Linked DNA regions of Zea mays: regions 2 and 3 are each linked to region 1. A link is a contact called in public Hi-C data. All regions are on one chromosome and are shown on one strand. The core of a region is the stretch at or near the end of the contact, and the rest is flanking DNA. Distances in the headings are between cores, read along the strand shown.

The links. Hi-C and Micro-C count contacts between places; a contact is called where the count stands out from the background.
Region 2: a contact with region 1 is called in a Hi-C map of ear, with 5 times the contacts expected there. The contact joins the promoter of LOC103629870 here to the promoter of LOC103629871 in region 1. A contact is called at or near these places in 24 of 25 Hi-C or Micro-C datasets (bundle sheath, ear, endosperm and 6 more) and 2 of 3 datasets of contacts at active chromatin or transcription factors (leaf and seedling).
Region 3: a contact with region 1 is called in a Hi-C map of ear, with 4 times the contacts expected there. The contact joins the promoter of LOC100192577 here to the promoter of LOC103629871 in region 1. A contact is called at or near these places in 9 of 25 Hi-C or Micro-C datasets (ear, leaf and tassel) and 1 of 3 datasets of contacts at active chromatin or transcription factors (seedling).

Annotation. Positions count from the first base shown.
Region 1 is chr6:119,226,376-119,230,461 of Zm-B73-REFERENCE-NAM-5.0, reverse strand. LOC103629871 (exportin-7-A) reads right to left here and starts at 2,565. Exons shown (of 29, transcript XM_008650962.2): 1 at 2,310-2,565; 2 at 799-1,417; 3 at 54-214. The coding sequence starts at 1,048.
Region 2 is chr6:119,074,386-119,078,324 of Zm-B73-REFERENCE-NAM-5.0, reverse strand. It overlaps LOC103629870 (phosphoinositide phosphatase SAC2-like), which reads left to right and starts at 2,484. Exons shown (of 16, transcript NM_001329531.1): 1 at 2,484-2,836. The coding sequence starts at 2,783.
Region 3 is chr6:118,992,986-118,997,154 of Zm-B73-REFERENCE-NAM-5.0, reverse strand. LOC100192577 reads left to right here and starts at 2,486. Exons shown (of 9, transcript NM_001137792.1): 1 at 2,486-2,660.

The DNA of each region.
Region 1 (4,086 bases), core at 1,316-3,815:
AAACAATCACAGAATTCCTATCTCAACACATAAAGCATGCAAGACATACTTACAAGACCTAAAAAATCAGTCGCTTCCTTGACAGTCTCTCTGAATCTGTCATCATCAAACCATCCAAATTTTGTAATTCGACAGACCAGCTGAATTAAGGACACAATGACAAAGTTCTGCAATTTAGGCCCCCTTGTGCCAAGATAGTTTATGACATAATTCCCTTCACACAGATTACAAAAAAGGTTAGGTGTAAACAACAATAAGAGGTATTGAAAAGCATGTAAGAAAGAAACAGACACAAATATTAATTTCATCTATGATGACACATACAGAACAACAAATGGAAATAGTTATCTTTCAATGTCATGAAAGCAGACAAAGAAAACTAAGGAGAATATGAAACCATATAATTTTAATTTTGTAATATGTGTAATGAAATTTGGTGGCGGACGGTGTGGAAAATGAAACTATATAATTTATTACAATCTTTACAAACATCTCAAGTATACGAAAATGAGTCGAGAAGAAATAACAAGAGTTTGTTGAAAGTTATATTGGGACTACTCTGTATGGTTGCATGCCGCATATGTCACAGGCTAACAGCTCATATTTATTCAACATAGAGAGAGGCAAATGTTAAAAGGTTGCAGATGCAACTGAACTGTAGCAACAGAGCTAAATTTGATAGACATAAATGGATTTTAATGCTAAAATGACATGTGGATCAGGATGCAACAGAACAAAAACAATAAAACCTTAACTATAGATGATGCCATGCAATAAGTGTACAGAAAGAAACATTACGTATATCGAGACGGAGCATCAAAGAAAGACTGCGGTCAGAAACTTGCTTCAGCAAGCTTGAACTCGCCAGCATCAGGGCATATGGAGTTGAGGCATTGTCCAATATGTATTGGCACTGCGAAATGTACTCGCTGTTCTCTGAGAAGCACTTGAGGGTGCTTTCTGCATGCGCTCGCTCAGCCGAGTCTCTAGAATTATAAAGCTTTTCACACAACACCTCTAATTGCGCTAGGCTCTCCATTGATTGCATGAAAATGAATCTTCAAGTTTGCAGTTGACCAAGTATCCAAGATTAATATGCCACCAGGTTCTGAATTAATATCCACGAATTTGCATGAATGCTTGTCACAAGCACCGAATTAATGCATTAGGTATTCGGTTGAATAAGAAACTTGTAAAGAACTGTAAGGAGCTTAGAAGCTAAAATATGTGATTCTAGCATAGGATGAAGGATTGTCACAGTACATTCATATTACAGGAGAGAAACGTTTGAACAAAAGAGTTTTCTCATGACAGCCTTTCCAATGACGCTTAATCAAAGACAAAAGACACAATTTAAACAGCTAACGAATGCTTATATCGCCAATACCAGCCACAATTCAGCCTGGATTACAGTGATCTGCAAGAATGGAAATGCCAAACTTAGCAACGGCCAAACCAGCAAAAAATAGCATAATAACAAAACAAAGGTTGCTTTTAGCTTCATTTGCTAAGCAATTCCACTTGATGACACATGCAAATAGTTACAGCAATCTACATGATACCATAATAATCAACTAATGATAGCTGCATTTGCTGAGCCATTGTATTTTGGTAGTTCATGCAATAATGATAAAATCTACACAGGTACTGCACAGCATAGGGGATTATTTATAGAGACTTAAACAGGTGTCACATAGCACAACAAATAGCATAAAGCGACATGTAACGCAAGAAAAAAGATCAAAGCAAGTTATGTGCTGCACTTTATAAGACAGTGTATTTGATGGATGCTGCATTCCTCACTGGATAGCCTACCGTCAAAGATCAAAGACATGGAAATCACTCTAGGATGATGCTCATCCCAGGGGTTCACCATGCATGGAAATCGCTCTAGCTGTCTAGCATGATGCTCATCCCAGGGTGGAACCAGCTAGTCCATGGGGCATGGGTTGGAGCCGATTTTACTTTTTGGTGGGGAAACAAGCAGCATCCGTTGATGGGCAGATTGATCGTGCGCTTTGAAGAGAAGGAGCATGTGGCGGACCGAGTATAGAACATGGGTAGACATGTACAGCCGATATTTTTTTACTAAAATGTCGAAGTTAGTAGCCAAAATACGTGCGCACACACCTGCGATTAGATCGGATCCGAATACAGCTGGCTTAGGGTTTGGGTGCTCTGTTACGCGCAGCGGGAAGGGAAGATACCGGATGGGCGATCAGATCCGAATACAGATAGCCATTTAGCCAACTAGCTTAGCTAAGGGTTCGTGTGCTCAGTTTTGCACAGGCAAGAAGGGACAAACGTACCTGGTGTGGTGGGTGCTCGTAGCCGGCAAAGGGCGCGACGAAGACCTGGGCTGCTGGGCGTAGGGCGGCGGCGGCGGCGGCGGTCGCCCTAGATGTCGCGCACGCAAGGTGAACGGAGAGAAGAAAAACAGCAAAGGAGTGAGCGCACGCACGGGACCATTTCTTCCGGGGATGTCTACAGCTATCTTTTCTGCGCGCTACCGGGCCGTTTGGTCTCTTTCTTTCCTCCAGGTTTCGTCAGTCGAAGCCTCAGACGGCCCATGAAACTGGTTTAGTACTGTTTTTGTCCGTCATGTTCTACTGCTTGTTTCACCGGTTGCCTGGACCGTCATTGTGGATGTTCAGCCCAGTTATTCGGCAACCCAAAGCTCAGCCGTTCGGCTACAATGCAAGAGCAAGACACTTTTTTACCATGAACCATAAATCAAACTGAACGAACTAAACCGAAATTTTGATTTTTTTTAGTTTAGTTCGTTTCGGTTTTTTATCTAAAAAGTTCGGCGTTCGGTATCGTAATCGGTTTTCACCGTATACCGAACCAAAGTACCAAAACAACCTAATACCAAAGTTCATCAATTCTAAAATTTGACTATTTAATTATGTGAACTAAATGTGTGATGCGATTAAATAATTATTCACTTATTTATATATGATGTATTATGTATATCTAAATATTTGTATCTATATGATTTTATTTTTAAAAAATTGTGTGTAATCTATCATGTAAATTTGTTCTATGTGTTATTGTTCGGTTTTTACCAAAAATCGAAGTAAAAATCCGAAACCGAATTTCTCGGTGTTCTATTTTCTAGAAAATCGATTGATTCCTAATGTCTAAAAAACCAATGTTTTTTAAAACCAAAAAATTGAACTGAAGTTTCAAAAAACCGAATGCCCAGCTCTAAATGTCGCCCTCTTTGTTTCAGCTTCTTGCAGTCAAGTGTTTTGCTTCTCAGACCGCTTATGTAAGAATCACTCCCGTAAAAATCATCCAAATCAACATAAATACAGAATCCACAGAGTCGTCACGATTGAAGACATCCACCGCTTCCTACACCCTAAACCGTGTAGACCACTTCATCTTTCTTCCCACACAAGTCACGTGATATTCAGATTATCGTGACAGCTATATTATCCAGGAATTCAGGTTCTTGTAAAAGCTATTCAGAAAAAAAAATCTATTCCAAACAATCATGTTATTGTTGGCTAGCCATAGCTACTTTAATAAATAGGGATGGCATCGAGCTTAGCTTGGGTGGAGCGAAAGCCCGACCGCGCCTGTATCGCGGAACATGTCTAAACACGTCCACAACCATGCCCATGAAATCTTGCTACTAGTAGATTTTTGGTGGGTTTTGGATCAGCGCATAGATTTGATAGTACCAGTTCAATATTTCATTAATGTCGGGGACCATAATTAGGGGTACCACAAGACTCCTAATCTCAGCTGGTAACCCTCATCAGCACAAAGCTGCAAATGCCTGATGGGCACGATTAAGGTTAAGGCTCAGTCCACTCAAGTGACACGATCTCGCCTCGCCCGAGCCCAGTCTCGGGCAAAGGCAGCCGATCCCGGAGTATTCACGTCTCGCCCGAGGGCCCCCTCAAGCGACGGACACACCTTCGACTCGCCCGAGGCCCAGTCTTCGCGGAGAAACAACCTTGGCCAGATCGCCACGCCAACCGACCATATCGCAGGAGCATTTAATGCAAAGATCGCCTGACACCTTATCCTGACGCGCGCTCTTCAGTCGACAGAGCCGAAGTGACCGCAGTC
Region 2 (3,939 bases), core at 1,235-3,734, 150 kb after region 1:
GTCCGGCCGGCTGGAAACTGGTGGATAGGACGAGGCTGGGAGGAGTAGTGTCACCGTCAGGACAGATTAATATATACCGACGCTGATCATTATTAATTGGTAAGCAACTCCATCCCACTGCAGACAAATTTTTTTCCTGGATCAAGATAACCAGCTTGTTCGCTGCGGCTTGCTGCGGCTGCAATCCGGCTGCGGCTGCGGCTTCTACAGTATTTTTCTCTCTATGGATTGCAGCTGCAGCAGTCCAAACAGCTGCAACAGTGTCGGCTTGCAGCCAGCCGAACACGCCCAACGTCTCCGTATGTTGGCGCCCCGGTCAAGGTGCCGTGGTACCAGGCACCATATTTCTTTTGTGCACATGCTCAGGTCTTGACCTCGCGCTCGCGCTAAACGATCACACACACACAGGAAAAAGAGAACCGAAAAGGTGCGGATGTGCTCGCTGGAACGCTCGAGCTCAGCATCGGATGCTGGCGCTGCTGCTGACAGACATGAGAATCTGAACCACGCAGAACAAGGAGTACGTACGGGTAGCGCCGTAGCAGACGAGGGCATCTTCCCGTCCGACGGTCCGAGCACCCAGGTGGGGTGGTAGTGGTACTGCTACTGCCGTGGGTTTTGGCGCGGACAACGCCAGGAGGACGTGGCAGCGACGCCGGGAAAGAAACGGCAGGAAGGCTTCAAAACTTGCCGAGAAGCGGTGGCGTGGCAAGCGCATGGTCGGCAGCCCTTTCCGCCCAATCATTGGAGCCGGACGTCCAGTCCAGCCGCTCCACGTCGCTCCCGCGGCCTCTCGTAGTCAACTCGCCAGCCAAGCCCAAGCGCGCACTACCCACCAGTCCATCCAGCACCTGTCGCCTCCCGAGCTAACGACACCGACCCTCTCGTCATGTTCGCGCGCGGCAGAATTCGCCTCGGACGGAATCGTCCAAGCAAGGACTGGTTCGTTGTGGTGGGCAAACAAGCGCTACCCGGCGGCCATATTCAATTCCGTCAGTTTGCGTGTTGTGTTGTGCCACATACGCTCGCTCCCCCCCCCCCCCCCCCCCCCCCCCCCCCCCCCCCCCCCCCCCCCCCCCCCCCCCCCCCCCCCCGCGTTGCCTCACGGCCAGGAGAAAGTAACCTGGCGGCCTGGACGGGTGGTAGCCCTAGCCCGGATCGGCTGCGGTGGCGGGTTCCGCCGGACGTGTCGCTACTCAGCACCATCACTACTCACCATCAGGAGCTAAATAACGCATAATATCGCTTTTTTTTTTGTTCTTTATACACACTCGTGGAGAGTGGAGACCATGGAATTGCGCTGCAACTAATTTCAGCCATTTGTTTATCCAACCATCGCACTCCAAGAACTCTTTGTGTATCTTCTTAATTCAGATAATATAGAACAGTTAGCTATTTACCTGACCACCTCAACACTGTCTCTACTACTTGACATTGTTTTTTTCCTCACACGGTTAAGCATTCATCATGAGGATTAAGCTCTAATATCACTCGACATTGTTTTGGGTTCTAAAGTTGGACTTTGTCCAAATTTTTGGTGAGGACTAAATACTCGAATCCCCAAAAGAAATAAACTAACCAATTACGAATTTAAGTGCTTATTACATACTTATTCAATTTCACCACGAGTGTAAAGTCGATGTCCTAAGTCAATTTACATATTTTGCTAGTACCACCACCCTCATATAACGAAGATCATGCCACGACAAAAGTTGTCTTACATCCCATTGTCGAGACAACCACAAAGGTCTCTAGAGTCGCTTTGAACTCTCCTCTTTCCTAAATGACCATAAAGATCCAACCCTAGATTTCCACTAGAATGAATGGGTAATACAAATTTCCCGAACGCGGCAAGGGTGTCACCAAGAAACATCTAGGCAATCAGGGTTCCAAGAACTCAAAGAGGAATAGAATGAAAAACAAATCAACTAATAGTCTGAGTAAAATTCCAAGAACCCATGAGTGGTTTTGAGAGTGTCAATAGCTGGCAACTATAATACTCTGAGTAAATTTTGGCACCTGTACGTAATGGACTCTTTGATCCTCTATATTCTATATTCAAGAGAAGATTAAACAAATCTTTAAATAGAACTAAAAACCATGGTGGGACATCTTTCACGAAACTAAGATTGAGTTTTTTTTATATTTCATCTACACATTCTGTAACTATATGCAACCCTAAATCTCATAAAATATTTATTAACTCCCTTGTGGATCATCATCTATTAAAAAACTATAAATAAGATTGATGCACTTACACTAGCACACTACACTACGGTGTTCGATTGTATATCTATATACAGGGCTGTGCTACCGTGCCGCGCTGTAACTAGTTCGCCCTCCCCCTCCTCCTCCCCCTCCCCGCCTGGACACCGTCACACCGGTCAGCCTCCACGCCTCACGGATTTCGCACCCGAAAAAAAAATAGAAAGCGAAATCAACCAATCTCCTATCATTCACGGCCTCGCCAGCGCCTCCTCCTCCCCCTCCTCCCCAGAAATTTCCCCACTTGCGCCGCTCGCGATCGGCGCCCGAGCTCCCGGAATCCCGGCCCGGTTTCGCGACCGTTCGCCGCGAGCCTTGGGCCGGTCCGGGCTCTGATTCGCGGGCGCCGCGGCCGTGGTTCGCGCGGGGAATGCTCTACCTCAAGCAGCCGGGCGGCGCGGACTTAGGGTTCCGGCGGGCGGCGGTGGCGGCTGCTGCTGCTGCTGCTGCGGGGCTGTGATCTGCCGCTGTGGTGGATGCGAGGTTGAGCCAGCACGCGCCGGGGATTCTGCTGGCAATGGCGGAGGCGGACAGCTGCCTCGAGAGCTTCGAGCTCTACGAGTCCGAGTCGGTGAGCTCCTCGCCCCCGGGCCACAATGCGCCGCTTCGTCGAGCGGGTGTTGCTGTTTGTCTCTTGTTGTTGGGTAAAATTGTGCTGTCCAATGATGCCGCTCCTACTGCCGCTCTGTGATCCGGTCAAGGCTGTATAGCTACGGAGACGGTCGAGCTATAGACGTCGTTTAGCTCGGGAGTCGGGACAGAGTATGCGGTCTACGTGCTTGGATGGATCATTCCATGCAACGTCGAGGATTTAGGAATTATGATCGTTGTTCATTCATGGCATCTGCATGCATGCGATTTGAATATGCCTGTGTAGAAAGTGATTATCACACTTGAATTTCAGGAGCTCTTGGCTGCTAGTACTAGTATTTTTGGGTTCTATGCGTGAGATATTGAATCATGCCTTATTTTGTAAGCTACGATGCTTTTCTCCATTTATTTTTTGTTAGGAAATAGCCAAATAGGTGTGCTTTTCAAGCACTGCTCTCATTCATTTGTTGGGATTTTGATCACGAAAAGTAAATCTTTGTGTGTTCTCATGTTATCACTTAAAACCAGGGTGTGATATCAAGTTCAAAGTTCAAACTATCCTGTGCTTCATCCCACTATCTTTTTTGGATGTTTGGTTACAGTGTTTGGTTTATTTATATCTTGGCGACCATTTCTTGTTTTGTTGGTAGTTGGTGAAGCTCTCTCTATCCGGGTGCATTCTGTACATAGAAGCCTTATATAAAATGCTTTTGCAAACTCATGTGCAAAGGCGAAGCCGTACTGTTTTTCTTGTCTTGCCTGTGTTTGTGGACTACAATTTAGAAGTTGGATTGTTATGCGCTTGTAGGATATGAGAATTTTTGGAAGTCTTAAAAAGTGAAAATGGAGAATGACGTTCTTTGACCATTGCATCTATGAGACTTAGGGAATTCAAGAACCTTTTATTTATACAACAGTCTGTTGATTGGGATATTGCAAATAAAAAAAGTTGGTCTCAATTTGTGTTGTCACATCGAAGAGGATCTGACAGGATATTCCAATATGAATACTTGAATAGATTAGAGCTTTTCTTAAACTGATTTTTGGGACAAGGATGGGCTGCAAGTGAAATTATAGTTTTGT
Region 3 (4,169 bases), core at 1,237-3,736, 230 kb after region 1:
GGCAGGCGAGGGTGCTTATATATATACACGTACCAGGCTGCTGTGCCTGTCACTGCCACCCGAGATTTGTTAGGCGTGCCTTCAGCTCCCTGCACTCTAGCTAGGCTCTGAAAATTATTTGACGGACCCACTCGCGTCTTAGAACGTAGTACGGCCGGCGAATCCACCGGACCAGGCCACCCGATATATTGACAACCAGCTGGTCCATCGACGATGGAGTGGGTATATTTGTCCATCTAGCTTGCGCTCAAGGTATAAAATTAAGGCCGCGTGGGATGGTTGAATTGAATGGCATATTGCTGGACGCCGACCGATCGAGGACTGGCATGTTTTTAACCTCTGCCAGCAGGTGGAGAATACAACTAGAGATGGTCCAACTCAAGGCTAGTGCAAACTGCTCATCAAGATGGACATCATGCAAATCATATACGCCGTGTGTACCTGTGTTTCCAGCCAACCAAACCACACTCATGAGTCATCAGTGACCGATATATATCTCGTGTATTTATTGGTTGGATGGGGATTAGCTGACCGGAACCACCTGAATAATAATCACCCATCGGGCCAACGACTCATGCCGCCACTTGCCGCATGACCCGCCGGCGTCGAGGCTAAACTAATCCGCCACCAACTGAGCCGAGCCGAGTCAAAAGCGCGCAGCAGGCGGGAGTCCTCCAGATGCATTGCGCACTCGCGCAGCGGGGCCGAGAAGCATGTAATCGTTGTGTACATGATTTCTGATTCTGTCACGTATATGATGCGCACTCGCGCAGCAGGACCGAGGACTATGAGTCTCTAGTTCACCTCTATGGATCCCCTAAATCAGAAAGGAATGATCCCTTTAGAGATGATTGTGGTTGACCCCTTGAAAGTAAAAGCTTAAATGTAAAGGCTAAATGAAGTTGTTGAATCTGAATCGTTCCTAAGCTACTATATCATATCATTTATAACCTAAAGGAGGATAAAGTGATATATGCATGTTAGACAATATGGGCCCTACGACCTAGGAGAGCTCGACTACGTAGACATGGAGTGATATGCAATGATGTGTCTTAGACGTACCACAATATTGAACATGTCTTGATGGAGTGGCTGCTTTGTCTCGTCATAGTGGAAAGTACAGGAGTGTGTTTCTTTGGGGTACCACATAGTTGCTAATCGGTGTAGGAGTCTGTACTTTATAATCTTTAATTGTTGGTATGCTAGCTTGTTTAAGCGTGGCTATATGGATGATGGTACATATTGAATAGTGATCTAGAGTACACATGGTACCTATGTCGTTGCAACAATGCACCTCTTTAATCGCAATGTCGCCCATTTTATTTAATACGATGGACGAGAGCCTTATTTAGACCTCTAGTGCCACATGAATGTTTAGAGTAGAGATGAACATTGTAATAGGGTCATACCTTTTAGGACCGGCCTACCCTCAAGGTAAGGCTAGCCATATTATTCTGTAGGGTCATACCTTTTAGGACCAGCCTACCCTCGAGGTAAGGCTAGCCATATTATTCTGTCTACAAGAGCTTCCATACTTGATTGGATAAATAGTTTTGGTTTGTATATTAAGGGCCTTGAGACCCGATCATTGGTCAGGAAGGCTTCGAGGCCAGTGGTCTCATAGGTCCGAGGGGGCGGGTCCGATGACTGAGATATCCTAGAAATTTGGTAGCCGTCTCGACTTCTAGAGAGTATCACACTTTTCGGATCTCATTCATTCTGATAGGAGTCGAAGACAGAGAGCCTTAGAGGTTGAGGAAACTTCGAGATCAGGTCCTCTCATGATGGTCCCCTATTTTAGCCAGAGTTGATATAGGTTCTCGAGAGCACAAGTCTCGAAAATGCGTGACTTCTCTAAAGGCTTCTTTGGAACACAGGAAATTCACAAGAATTAATTTATTTTTACAGGAAAAACATATGAAACGGAAAAAAATAATGCAAATTAAAGAAGCCCTAACATTTTTTTATCGGAATCTACGTCTTGATTATATCTTAGAGTATGTTTTTTCTCAACACTTATTATTATTATTTTATTATATAAATTTTATATGTTTTTCATTTAAAAATATTAATAACTTATAGTTTAGAGTGGAACTGGAAGGAGTCCTAAAAAAAGGCAGCAGCACCGATTAACCAAAAAAAATCCTGCAATTCAAAGGAGCCCTAAAACTTTTTTGTGGGAATCTACGTCTTGATTATATATCTTAGAGTATGTTGTTTTCTCAACACTAATTATTATTATTTTATTTTATAAATTAAATATGTTTTTATTTAAAAACATTAATAACTTATAGTTTAGAGTGGAACTGGAACGAGTCCTTAAAAAAAAAGGCAGCAGGACCGATTAACCAACCGCAGTCTTTCCTTACTGCTAGCGCTGAGCGAGCATCAGAAATTCAGCAGTCCAACGCGTCCTCCAATCTTCGCCCCCGGCAAGCAATACCGAAAAAGCCACTCCTTTTCCTTCTCCGCGCAAAGCCCCAAACCGCCGCCTCCCGTTCTCTCGAGTCTCGACCTCTCCTCTCCTCTCCTCTTCTCAGGTCTCACCTGAGTCACACCTCCACAGACACTGAGACACACACATACGCTATCTCTCATCGTCCTCCACTCCCGGCAACGGAAGTTTCACTGCTGCCCTCATCTAACTCCCCGTCTCACTGGTAAGTGTCCGCTCTGGTTCTCCCCCCCCCCCCCCCCCCCCCCCCCCCCCCCCCCCCCCCCCCCCCCCCCCCCCTGAATGGGGTCAGCTTTCAGTAAACCGTGATCTTTCTTTCGAGAGCGATTCACTGCATGTGTATCGCGCCGCTACGTGCTTTGTTCTTGATGTGGTTTTGGTCGCCCGTGCCTCTGTTCTCTGAGGCGGTGTGGACGCGTGATGATTGCCGTTTCATGGTGGGGGTTTATTTGTCGTGTCGCGATCACTACACGAAAACGTTGAAGGAGTGTTTTTTACTTAAAGAGTGTCGGAGGAGTGTTTTTTACTTAAAGAGTGTCGGGGCTTAATCGACGAATAAGATCGTCCATTTTAATAATGTCGACTTATTTCAGTAAGAGTGTAGTTTTTTTGGCCGACACTTTTTGCCTTGTTTCTTATAGTGGATTTTCGCAAAGGGGGCAAGAACAACGCCAGGGATGGTCCAGGTGTTATGGACGGTCGCGTGGGATTGATTGATGCAGGCGTAATGTCTCTATCGTGATTTCTTTTATTCGTTCCGAGTTCTGACGATTTCGTAGACGGATACGGAATACGGTTAGTGAACATTTTATCTTCTTGTTCACAGCTATCCTTGTCTGCCTGAATTTTTATCAGCTCAATCCTCGAGGGAGGAAAGGAAAAGGGGAAAGAAGGATGTTGTGTGATGAATTTTGCGAGAAATGAGACGAATATCAGCTCTCTCTCTCTCTTTTTTTGGCTGGCAACAACTCTTTTTTGCACTAGTCAGAAGGCATAAATGCAGTCGGTTGTTGATGACCTTTAGTTAGTCATACGGTGGACATTCAGGGGCTTTTAAGTGCTCCTGTAGTGTCAGAGATAAATGATAGCTGGCGTTTTTACAATTACTGTATCAGTTCAGCGTTTCTAATCTAACTAGTGATTAGGCGAGAACTGAACTGGTATGACGTATTAGTTTGGGAGCAATTGATGGTCACAATGTTGGATAGACCTTCATCCTCGAACTTCACAGAGAAGAAAATATTCTGTGGTTTTAACTGTAGGGTCGTATATATTCTCTCGTCGAAATGGACAATGATAGTGTTCATTTACCGTTTCTTAACTGAATGCCTTAATCAATTGCTGTCCTGTTCTAACAAATTTGGCGTCGAATGGCTGTAGAGTAGGGAATGGAAGTTGTGTTCACTTGGCAATGTGATCAGAGGAGAATAATTTGTTTAACATGATTGCTGAAACCTCAGCTACGCTTTTACTTGCCACATATTTGTTTATAATTCAGAATGGCTCTGGATGAAAGCCGGTGTTATGTCTTTTCTAATAGTTCTGTCACCGATAAGTAGAGTATGTCCTTGTTTGTATTGCTTGTCCCAACTTTTCATTTTCTCAGAGAAAAATCCAGACATTGAAAAATCCAACCCCCGTTAGAAGATTTAATGCTTAGCTGCCATGAACATGGCAGTGATGTTTGCTGAGGGCCTGAGGGGCACCTGTCAAC